Regions from separate parts of the Mus musculus genome. Here region 1 is linked to region 2. A link is a contact called in public Hi-C data. All regions are on one chromosome and are shown on one strand. The core of a region is the stretch at or near the end of the contact, and the rest is flanking DNA. Distances in the headings are between cores, read along the strand shown. Region 1 overlaps Zic4 (zinc finger protein of the cerebellum 4). Region 2 overlaps Gm29478 (a long non-coding RNA gene).

Region 1 (4,676 bases), core at 487-2,986, 160 kb before region 2:
GTGCTTGAGCAGGGGACACAGAGCTGGCTGATGTCATAACTGGATCAAGCTCTCCACAGTCCAGGATGTGACTTAGAGAACAGCATCTGTGCTCTAATGGCTGTCAGAAGACACCAATGTTAGTCATATTTAAAAAGTTTATGGGCACAGGATAAATAAAGTACAAGAACAAGTATTATACAGGCAAACACCCAGTGGGTCTAAAGAGTTGAAGGTATTTGATATGCTGGTTATGAAGTTCTGCGGGGGGGGGGGGTGCAGATATTCATAGAGATGGAGAGCAAAGCCTCTGTAAGTGATGTGAAGGGAGCACTGGGCCTTGCTCCTAGTCTGCCGCCCTCTCTAGGGAAGGAGGAGCTGCTTCCCAATCCTAGCTGAGATTTAAAGAAACAAAAACACCAAGAGAAAGAGAATGGTAGCAAAAAAGGAGAAAGGAGTGTTGTCAGACTTGTCCAGTTCACAAAAAAATCTGAAATAAATGACAAATAAATCTGGGGGGGGGGGGGGAGCAGGGAAGGGAAACGTTTTTGCTCAAAAGAAAGTCCCTAGGAACTCAGTTTAACAACCTGAGCCCGAGGCTGGGGGATAACTCTCTGGTAGACTCTTGCCTACATCCCATGAAGCTTTCTGATTATCCCCAGTGCCACCAAAAAATAGACACATTGGATAGAATAAAAGCTGGACCAACAACTCTTAGTATGAGAAACCCCTACTGCATTGTCTTCTAGTCCTCCCTTCCCAGAATCCAGTGGAAAAGTCTCCCTCCTGTCCCACAGACTCCACAATTTCTATCCAATACAGTAACCAACCATCTTGGCCAGAATGGGGTTGTTTTTCTTACTACTAATAAAACCCAGTATCTTTCGAATGCATCGCCAGTGAACCGGTTGCTGAGTTACAACGGGGTCCAAAGTCAGCTTAGTTTACATGGACAGTTGGGAAGCAAAGAACTTGTTCTCATGGGCAAGCACTAACCTTGCTGCCATGGCAAGTAGAACCTTTGAGGGACTTTTAAAACTGTCCCTCCTCATCCAATACTCCTTTCTCTTCTGTTTCAAAACATCTAGTTTTGCCTTCCACCCAATCCAACATAAATGAAATAAAAATGTTTGGCCGGTCACTAATCGCCTTTAATTTTTCATTTGCTTGTTACAGATGTTGCTTGCAAGGTAATCTTGCCCTGCGCAGCTGAGCGCCCGCATCTTGCGCCTGCGACATCAAAGGGCTCTCTCACAAAGCAGTGTTTCTTCGCCACGGTGCATCTTCATGGTAAGTTAGGATTTCTATGGCAATGGGCAAGTCTCACTGAAATCCTGAAAGGCCGATCCTGGAGCCCGTCCAGGCTTTTCATTAAGGACATAATATTTACGTCTAACAGGCCTTTTTTCTTGTGTATACAAGTATATATTTTTGTTTGACGCGGACTAAATCATTTTCATTTAATTTCCGGTAAACAAAACCCACGCGAATGGGCACTTGTTCCCGATCATAATAAAAATGGATAATAATGCGAGGGAAGAAAAGGGCCGCTTGAATCGCCGCTCAGCTCTCTTTGTTTCTGCTTTCTGCGGTGATCAGAGGGCGTATTTGGGTTTGATGGCGAGTTTCTAAAGGCGAGGAAATGGTTTGTAAGAGGGAAAAGAAAAGGAGAAAGGTCCAATCAAGCTCGGGTTGTTCAAAGAGTCGCGTTTTGGGGTTGAAAGTGTGAGTTTGACGGTGCATCAGCATGCCGCGTTAGGCTCGCCATGGAAATGCGCGCGGGGAGCGGCCGCTTCAAAGGCGGCACACTTCACTGCGGACACTCTATTAAGATACATTTGCGCTGACCTTTGCTTTCACGCCATTTAATACTGTCACTGTGCTCTCCAGTATATACTTCCTCCCAGGACCTGTCTTGCCAGTGTTTAGGGGTTCACTATACATCCTAATGTAGCGGGCTTTGGCACCCGGGATTCTTTCAAGAAAGGGAGGAGGAACCGGACCCGAACATCTTGACAGCGCCCATAGGCTCCAGAGTCAGAGTAAATGACTAGGGCATCCTGAGAAGCTTACCAAGGGAGCATCCCCAGTTGAGTTGTGTGCAACAGAATGAGGATTTAAGACGAAGGTGGCCAACTTGGGGGAAGTATGGGAACTGTTAACTATGCCTCGGGGACAGTTAGTTTCCCTGTGTTCCCCAGAGGTGCCATACTGCTTCCTAACCCTAGAAGTCTCTCAGCCCCTTAAGCTTTTCCTCTGACGTGCCACTGTGTGGTATCCTTAGGTCTGGGCTGGCTTTTGGGTACAAACTGAAAAGCCCAAGGCCAAGGGGATGGGGAAGATGGCAGCAAAGTTAGAAGTCCATGTTCCCTTAATTGTCTTGTTGTTTATTTTATCCAAGTACCCTAGTGAATAGGGGAAAAATAAACACGGTGGAAAAAAATCAAACAGTAGAGTCTTCTTTAGTGCCCGTCCTTGTGGTTGAATAAAAAGGATGGTCTGCCTTCTATTGAGCTGAGAAATCTTTGAAGTGGGAGTTATTATCTGAGACATTCCTGCTTGTCGTCCTAACAACGCTGGTGAAATGTAAAAGGTTCTTTGTCAGCGATTTGTTCTCCTCTCTGTCAAACTCACTTTGCCCCATTGGTTCCAAACCATTGCTAAAGAGATAAAATCAAATTTCTTTAAAAAGAAAAAGAAGAAGAAGAGAAGAAAAGAAAAGAAAAAAGACCCCTACACTCCACCAGTAGATAACTTTAGGAATAAGTTTTGCTATGAGGGACCCTCCCTCCCCCAAAGCAACAAAAAAAAAAAAAAAAAAAACAAAGCAAAACAAAACCCACAAAACCATTGTGTAGTTTCAGTCCTGGTGATGTGTGTAGATGTGGGAAGGCCGTTTGCACAAACACTGGTACTTTAGGTAATGCAAGAAGGAAAGAGGTAGAGGGTGAGTGTACCAAGTCGATGCTCTGGATGGTCCTGTGACCGTGCATTCTGTCCTTGCCTGCATCCCATCCACCCAGATTTACTAACTGGATGAATTTTGCTGGAGATCACTTCAGCTCCAAATAGTCCCACTTGGGATATTTGGAACTTAAGCCTGAATACAGGTAATGTTAAAGCTTTCCCCTTTTCCAAGAAACTTCTGGTATAAATAGATCCACTGTGTTTCCTAACCATTAGCAGCAATCAGCACACCGTTTCTGTCATTTAATCTAAAGGATGGTAGCATAAGGGAGAGAAACATTTTAATATCCCCCCCCCTTTTTTTTCCTAATCATCTTGGAGTTCAGAAGGTTTGGTTTACATGATAGTGGGGAAAAAATGCATGCACGTGCCTCCTCCCTCCCTATGTGCACTTCTTCATTTTATAGTGTGCCTAGAATGGAAACTTTGCCCCTGGTCAGGTTTTCTAGACCTCCTATTGTAGTTTTAAAGGTGATGAAAATAGATAAGGATGTTCCCATCACCCTGCTCCCTGTGCTTACTAAATGATTTGTGAAGAACTGTCCCCAAGTTGTAACCCATGTACTCCCTTAGAGTTGCTGCAAAATGTCTCTTATATTGATGTTGTTTGTTTACCTGACTCTCCATATGTCTGTTTGTATTGCCAATTTATGGGGAAAATGTAATGATTGCAATGAAAGTGAATTATACATCCAGGCAGATCTCTTATAGTCATAACTGACATAAACACAAGTCTGAGTCAACTGTAAGATTATTCGTACCTTGTCTAGCTACACTGTGATTTTAAAATCTTTCCCCTTAACAGCAGTTAAGTTATGAACTAATTTGAAGGGGAAAAAAGTTGTTGTGTATATTTGTCAGTGGTTGTTGAATAAAGTTCAAAGCTGAGGCATAATCTCCTTGAAAACATGTACCTGTGAGTTAAATAAAATAATTTTTCTCCCTCCAAAACACTCTGGATGTGTAGCTTCTTTTTGCTGTGTTATTTGGAAATAAAGGATTTGATGTTTTCTTTCCTCCTTGGAATCTCAGTGTTCATTTATTACTTCATAACCTTAGAAATGATTTGGGGCTCTCGTACAGCCTGTAGCTCTTCCTCTTCCTTATCATTCTTCACGGTTTGGCAGAATTATCTTTGGGGCCTAGCCACTTGAGATAGCAAAATGAGGGATCAGACAAAACAATGATCAGAGCAGAGATCTCTCCGGCCACAATCTAACCTCAGTGACATCAATGGCAGCAACTGATTTACATTTCTGAAGAGGAAAGATAAATGGATGCTCAGTGGCCTGTGTGGTAAGCAGGTCGGCCAGCAGCTAAGGAAGCATCTCTGACTTCTAGCAGACGACCTGGGAACTCATAAGAACTGCACAAACTCAGAAAAAGAGAGAGGATCGGCCCCAAACTCTGTCCAAACTGATGGACAAACTGCCTTAGGCAGAGCAGCTTGCAGGGGTCTTGCTAAAAACTCTAGGTGGGCAGAGAAACCCTCGGGGGGTCTCTGAAGGTTCCTAACATTAAGGCTGAAAAGATACAGTCCAACGACTGGCTGTTCTTTCAACCGCTCTTGGGATCTTTGGTGAGTTTTTATCCCTGTGTCTATATCTGGCTTGCCACTTTCCCCAAATGTGTCAGACTAATTTAAACCACCAGAACCAAAGTCCACTGTGGTCTCTGCTTACAGAAGCCAGTTTCCGTTTCCAGAAGTTCCGTTTCATGACTCCTTCACA
Region 2 (4,190 bases), core at 1,605-4,104:
GAGGGGTCAAGGACACCACAAGAAAACCTATAAAATCAACTAACATGGACCCATAGGGGTCCACACAGACCAAACTGCCAAAAAAAAAAAAAAAAAAGCATGCATAGAATGGATCTAGGCCCTCTGCATATATGTAACAGATGTGGGACTCCTAACAGTGGGCACCATCTCTGACTCTGTTGCCTGCCTCTGGATCCCTTTCCCCTACCTGGGCTGCCTTGTGTAGCCCGATAGAAGATGGGCCTAGTCCTGCAACTTGATATGCCAAGACTGATTGATATCCATGGGAGGTCTCCCTTTTTCTGAGGAGAAGGGGAGACAGTGTGGATGGGGCGTGGGGGGGGGGGAGAAGGGAAGTTAAGAGGGAGGGACCAGGAGGAGAAAAGGTGGGGGATAGCTATGACAGGGTGTAAAATAATTAAATAACTTAATTAATAATAAAAAAGCTTGCTCATTGAATATATATATATATATATATATATTGCTGACATTTTATTGTGATTAATTTGGATTATATAGGAAGAGAAGCAAAAAAACTGAGTAATAAGGGACTATAATAAAGGTTTAACCAGGAGTTTAAAATTGAAAACAAAGCAAAACAAAAACAAAAAACAAAAACAAAAAAAACAAAACAAAACAAAACAGAAGCACAGCCCTATTAGAAGTCCATCACTGAAGACAGGCTTTGAGCAGTCAAAGTCTCATTCACCTTCCAGTGTGCCTGAGGTTGAGGGTGTGTTTTCTCAGCTTCCTGTTCCTGCCATCATGTCTGCTAGTTGTCCTAATGCCTTCCTGCCATGCTGGACTCTTGTTCCCCTGGAACCCTAAACTGAAGCCAACTCTTCTAGAAGCTCCTTTTGATTATGGTGTTTCATTGCAGCAACACAAGGAACTAATACGACTAGGGTGTAGGATCTCAGGATTATATTACTACTGATGTTCTTCCTTAACATACTTTTAAAGTGCATGCGGCATCCATCTATGGTTAATTAAAACAACAACAACAACAACAACGAAAACATGTACACCAAGTTACAGTCAATTTCCAAGATGGGGAAGATTAGGTTTGGCACTACACACTGCACTTGATTTTATTAAAATAGTGATGAGATCAGGGTATATGTTCCATCAGTAAAGGGCTTGCTGCACAAACAAGACCCAAGGTCAGATCCCTAGCAATTTTTCATATTTGGATCATGACTTCTGTCTTACAGTGATTTTTAAATACAACCCCATATAAATCCTGTTCTGCTATTTGATACCACTTGTATAACTACCTTTTGTGGAAAAAAAGAACTTTCCCCATAGTCTTACAAAATATTGACTAGTAGAGAATGGAAACAAACTTGCCAAATGTCATTTCATTCTGTGACTCTTTCAGAAATCATTGCATCATTCCCATTTAAAAAAATAAAAAAAACCTCTGCTTATAAAGAAGGCACAAAGATTATTATTTCAATCTTACATAGGTTAGTGATCCATTTAATATTTAAAAAGCTAATGTTTCATATTTTGATATGCTACATATTAGTTTGTGTCCAAGTGTCTGTATTAGCAGCAGGAACTCTGAAGCTTCTTATTTTAATTAAGAAAATATTTTCAATATTGTTCTACAGTTTATATAAACAGTGAGAAATATTTTGCACTTTAAAAATGTGGGTTAAAACAAAACTAGGTAATGTTTCTTTTATTTGAGCCAAGAAAAATAGTACCACGAATCCTTTTCTCATATTGCTGTGTGGAAATAGTTTTCCACCTAAAACCCCTGGCTCTCTCTTTTTCTTATAAAATGTATGCATGCAAAGATGCTAGTGTGAGATACGTTTCCAGGCACATTTATTCTAATGGTGAAGCTGGCTTATTTTGTGACACATTTTATATTTCCATGACAAACCGAATGCTTTTTGTCCACCAGTGATGTAGAATAATTAATCAGAGCCATCCTGGGAGGAGGACCCATCCCATTCTGTGTTGGTTTGTAAAACATCCCTGGGTGAGAGGCCTCTCAGCAGGCTCACTCACGTTACCTGTAATTTTTCACATGTGTATAGTTCATCACTAGTGACACTCTGGCTTTCAGATCAGTCATCTCTTAGAACTTAAAATTGATATATCAGTCTCAGCATAAAATGCTATCATTCCCGTGGACCAACTGTTTACCGGAGTATAACTCCTCCTGTGTCTCATTTCATCACACTGTTCCACACAGTGATGTTTCAATGTGAAATGAAGTTTTTTCATGCTGTGCCCCTGAGTAGAAAAAAGACAGAAGTACATGTATGATAAATGGTGAAGATTCCGTGATAACCCTTGGAAAACAATATAGTGTAGAAGCATTCTGTATTATATTTGCTTTAATAATTTAAGGCATAAATGTGGCTTTTAAACTTTTATAACAAATACGATTTATGCAGCAGTGAGAAATGATCAATTATATTTTCTGTGAATCACTTCATCTTCCATCTTATACAGAAATTAACAGCACGCTACTGCTGTTGAATTGCCATGGTGGAATATTTGTGTAGGCTACGCTATTAGTAAAATGTAAAATCACCATCATGTTGTTCAACTCTATGTCTTTAATTACAGTTTTGCAAGAGAAAGGATTTACTTTAAATTTTTATTAAGTCTATTCACTTTGTCTATGTGGGGCTGGGGACCGAATTCTGGCTTTTAATAGCAACAACAGAATTTAGGAAAAACATCTTGTTGAATTCCCTTATGCCTGAAAGACACTGTCGTGTTTGCATTCTTTCTTGGCACAAAGTGCATTTTCTTTGTGGCTCTGAGTGTCGCCTGGCTGTGGCATCGGCATCCCACTGATTATTACGAGGGCTGATTCAACGGCTTTGGCTCACTGGGCTGGGTTCTGTAGACTTCCTTCACAACCCTAAAAGCTGTGCATTGGCAGAAGATGATGACATCCCTGGGGAGACTAGAACCACTTAATTTTTGTCAAAATGGAAATGAGTTTTTCCTTTTAGCACATCTTGATTTGATCTGATAGGTTATTTTAAAAATGGAAGGCAAGATTGTTTCACCAAAAATGGATGCAAACAATGTTTTAAATTTGATATGGCATTGCAAATACTCAACGTTTTCCAGAGAGAACATTTTTTAGTTTACATTTGAAATTCTTACCTTTTTATTTTCACTATTGTACTGTGTATGCTTTAGATTATTTCACTGTGTGCTTTTGAGATGATGTCTAAGCACTAAGCCACAGCCACAAGATATATGATGAGTTGTTTAACTAAAGGTAGAGTGATTACAAAGAATTCTGAAGGTTGAAACATACTTTATAGTATGAGTTTTGAAAATAGATTAACTAACAGGTGATTATTTCCATCCTGTTGAAAGTATAAGAAATTCAGTAATGACTAAATGACTTGCTGGCGCCTCTTCATTGTGCCTGTGCATGTGTTGGATATGCACAATCATGTAAAAGAAAATAGTTCAAAACTGTGAGCATAACAGACATTTTCATTTGGAGACTAAAATTCTGTTGTGTCTACATTTGTTCAGCAGGTGAGATATTTTGGTAATACTACTATGGCATACTGAAATATTGCTAGAAAACTAAAAGTAATCTGCTTTTATGCTTTGTATTAGCTTAAGGATCTATTACCCAAATAAAATAAATTTGGTGTTATGTTTTCATGTTTAATTAGCCTTGGGAAGAAGGTATGTTCAATAAAAATATATCAGGAATTATACTCATCCCTTTGTGTACTTGTATTATTTTAGGAGAAATTTCAACAGCAGCCTTATTTTCAAAGCTCAGTTCAAGTTGACTTTTCATTACTTGAATAATAGTGTTCTTATGTGTATAGTAAGATGTGTAGTTTTCCTCAGTTTCACAATCCTCCCTGCTACCAATAGCCCACTTCAAGTGGGACATTTATTACAAATGATTAACCCAGTATTTTGTATTCTGTAACAGTATTTTATATTCTGAAATATGGATTTCATTATCTAGCTATTGTTTTAGGAAGCTTTCAAATGCTTACTTAAAGGAGTTTCACAGTTATTCTAGAAGTTTAGGTGGATGGGTTGGTCCTCCAGTTCTAACAAGTATGGAGCCTGAGGCTAGAGGTTATCTTGAGCGTAGGGTTTCAAGACCACTTTGTAAAACAGAAAACAGACATCTCAAAAGGGGAAAAGAGAACATGAACGTGGACTAGAGTCCT

Evidence for each region. Hi-C and Micro-C count contacts between places; a contact is called where the count stands out from the background.
Region 1: a contact with region 2 is called in a Hi-C map of cerebellar granule neurons, with 3 times the contacts expected there. The contact joins two enhancer-like sites. A contact is called at or near these places in 4 of 484 Hi-C or Micro-C datasets (brain, cerebellar granule neurons and cerebellum), 1 of 115 datasets of contacts at active chromatin or transcription factors (embryonic hindbrain) and 2 of 9 other capture datasets (adipose tissue and pancreatic islet).

Annotation. Positions count from the first base shown.
Region 1 is chr9:91,385,380-91,390,055 of GRCm38.p6, forward strand. It overlaps Zic4 (zinc finger protein of the cerebellum 4), which reads left to right. Exons shown (of 3, transcript NM_001374749.1): 3 at 1,156-3,972. The coding sequence ends at 1,156. Among named protein-coding and RNA genes, the nearest start is that of Zic4, 9.7 kb to the left of the region's middle. Within about 2 kb of position 1,737, at least 10 of the 459 cell types and tissues checked have an H3K27ac peak or open chromatin away from gene starts, as enhancers often do. A contact at or near this core is called in cerebellar granule neurons and cerebellum, where this site is marked.
Region 2 is chr9:91,542,762-91,546,951 of GRCm38.p6, forward strand. All of the region lies in intron 2 of Gm29478 (a long non-coding RNA gene), which reads left to right. Among named protein-coding and RNA genes, the nearest start is that of Gm29478, 140 kb to the left of the region's middle. Within about 2 kb of position 2,855, at least 3 of the 459 cell types and tissues checked have an H3K27ac peak or open chromatin away from gene starts, as enhancers often do. A contact at or near this core is called in cerebellar granule neurons and cerebellum, where this site is marked.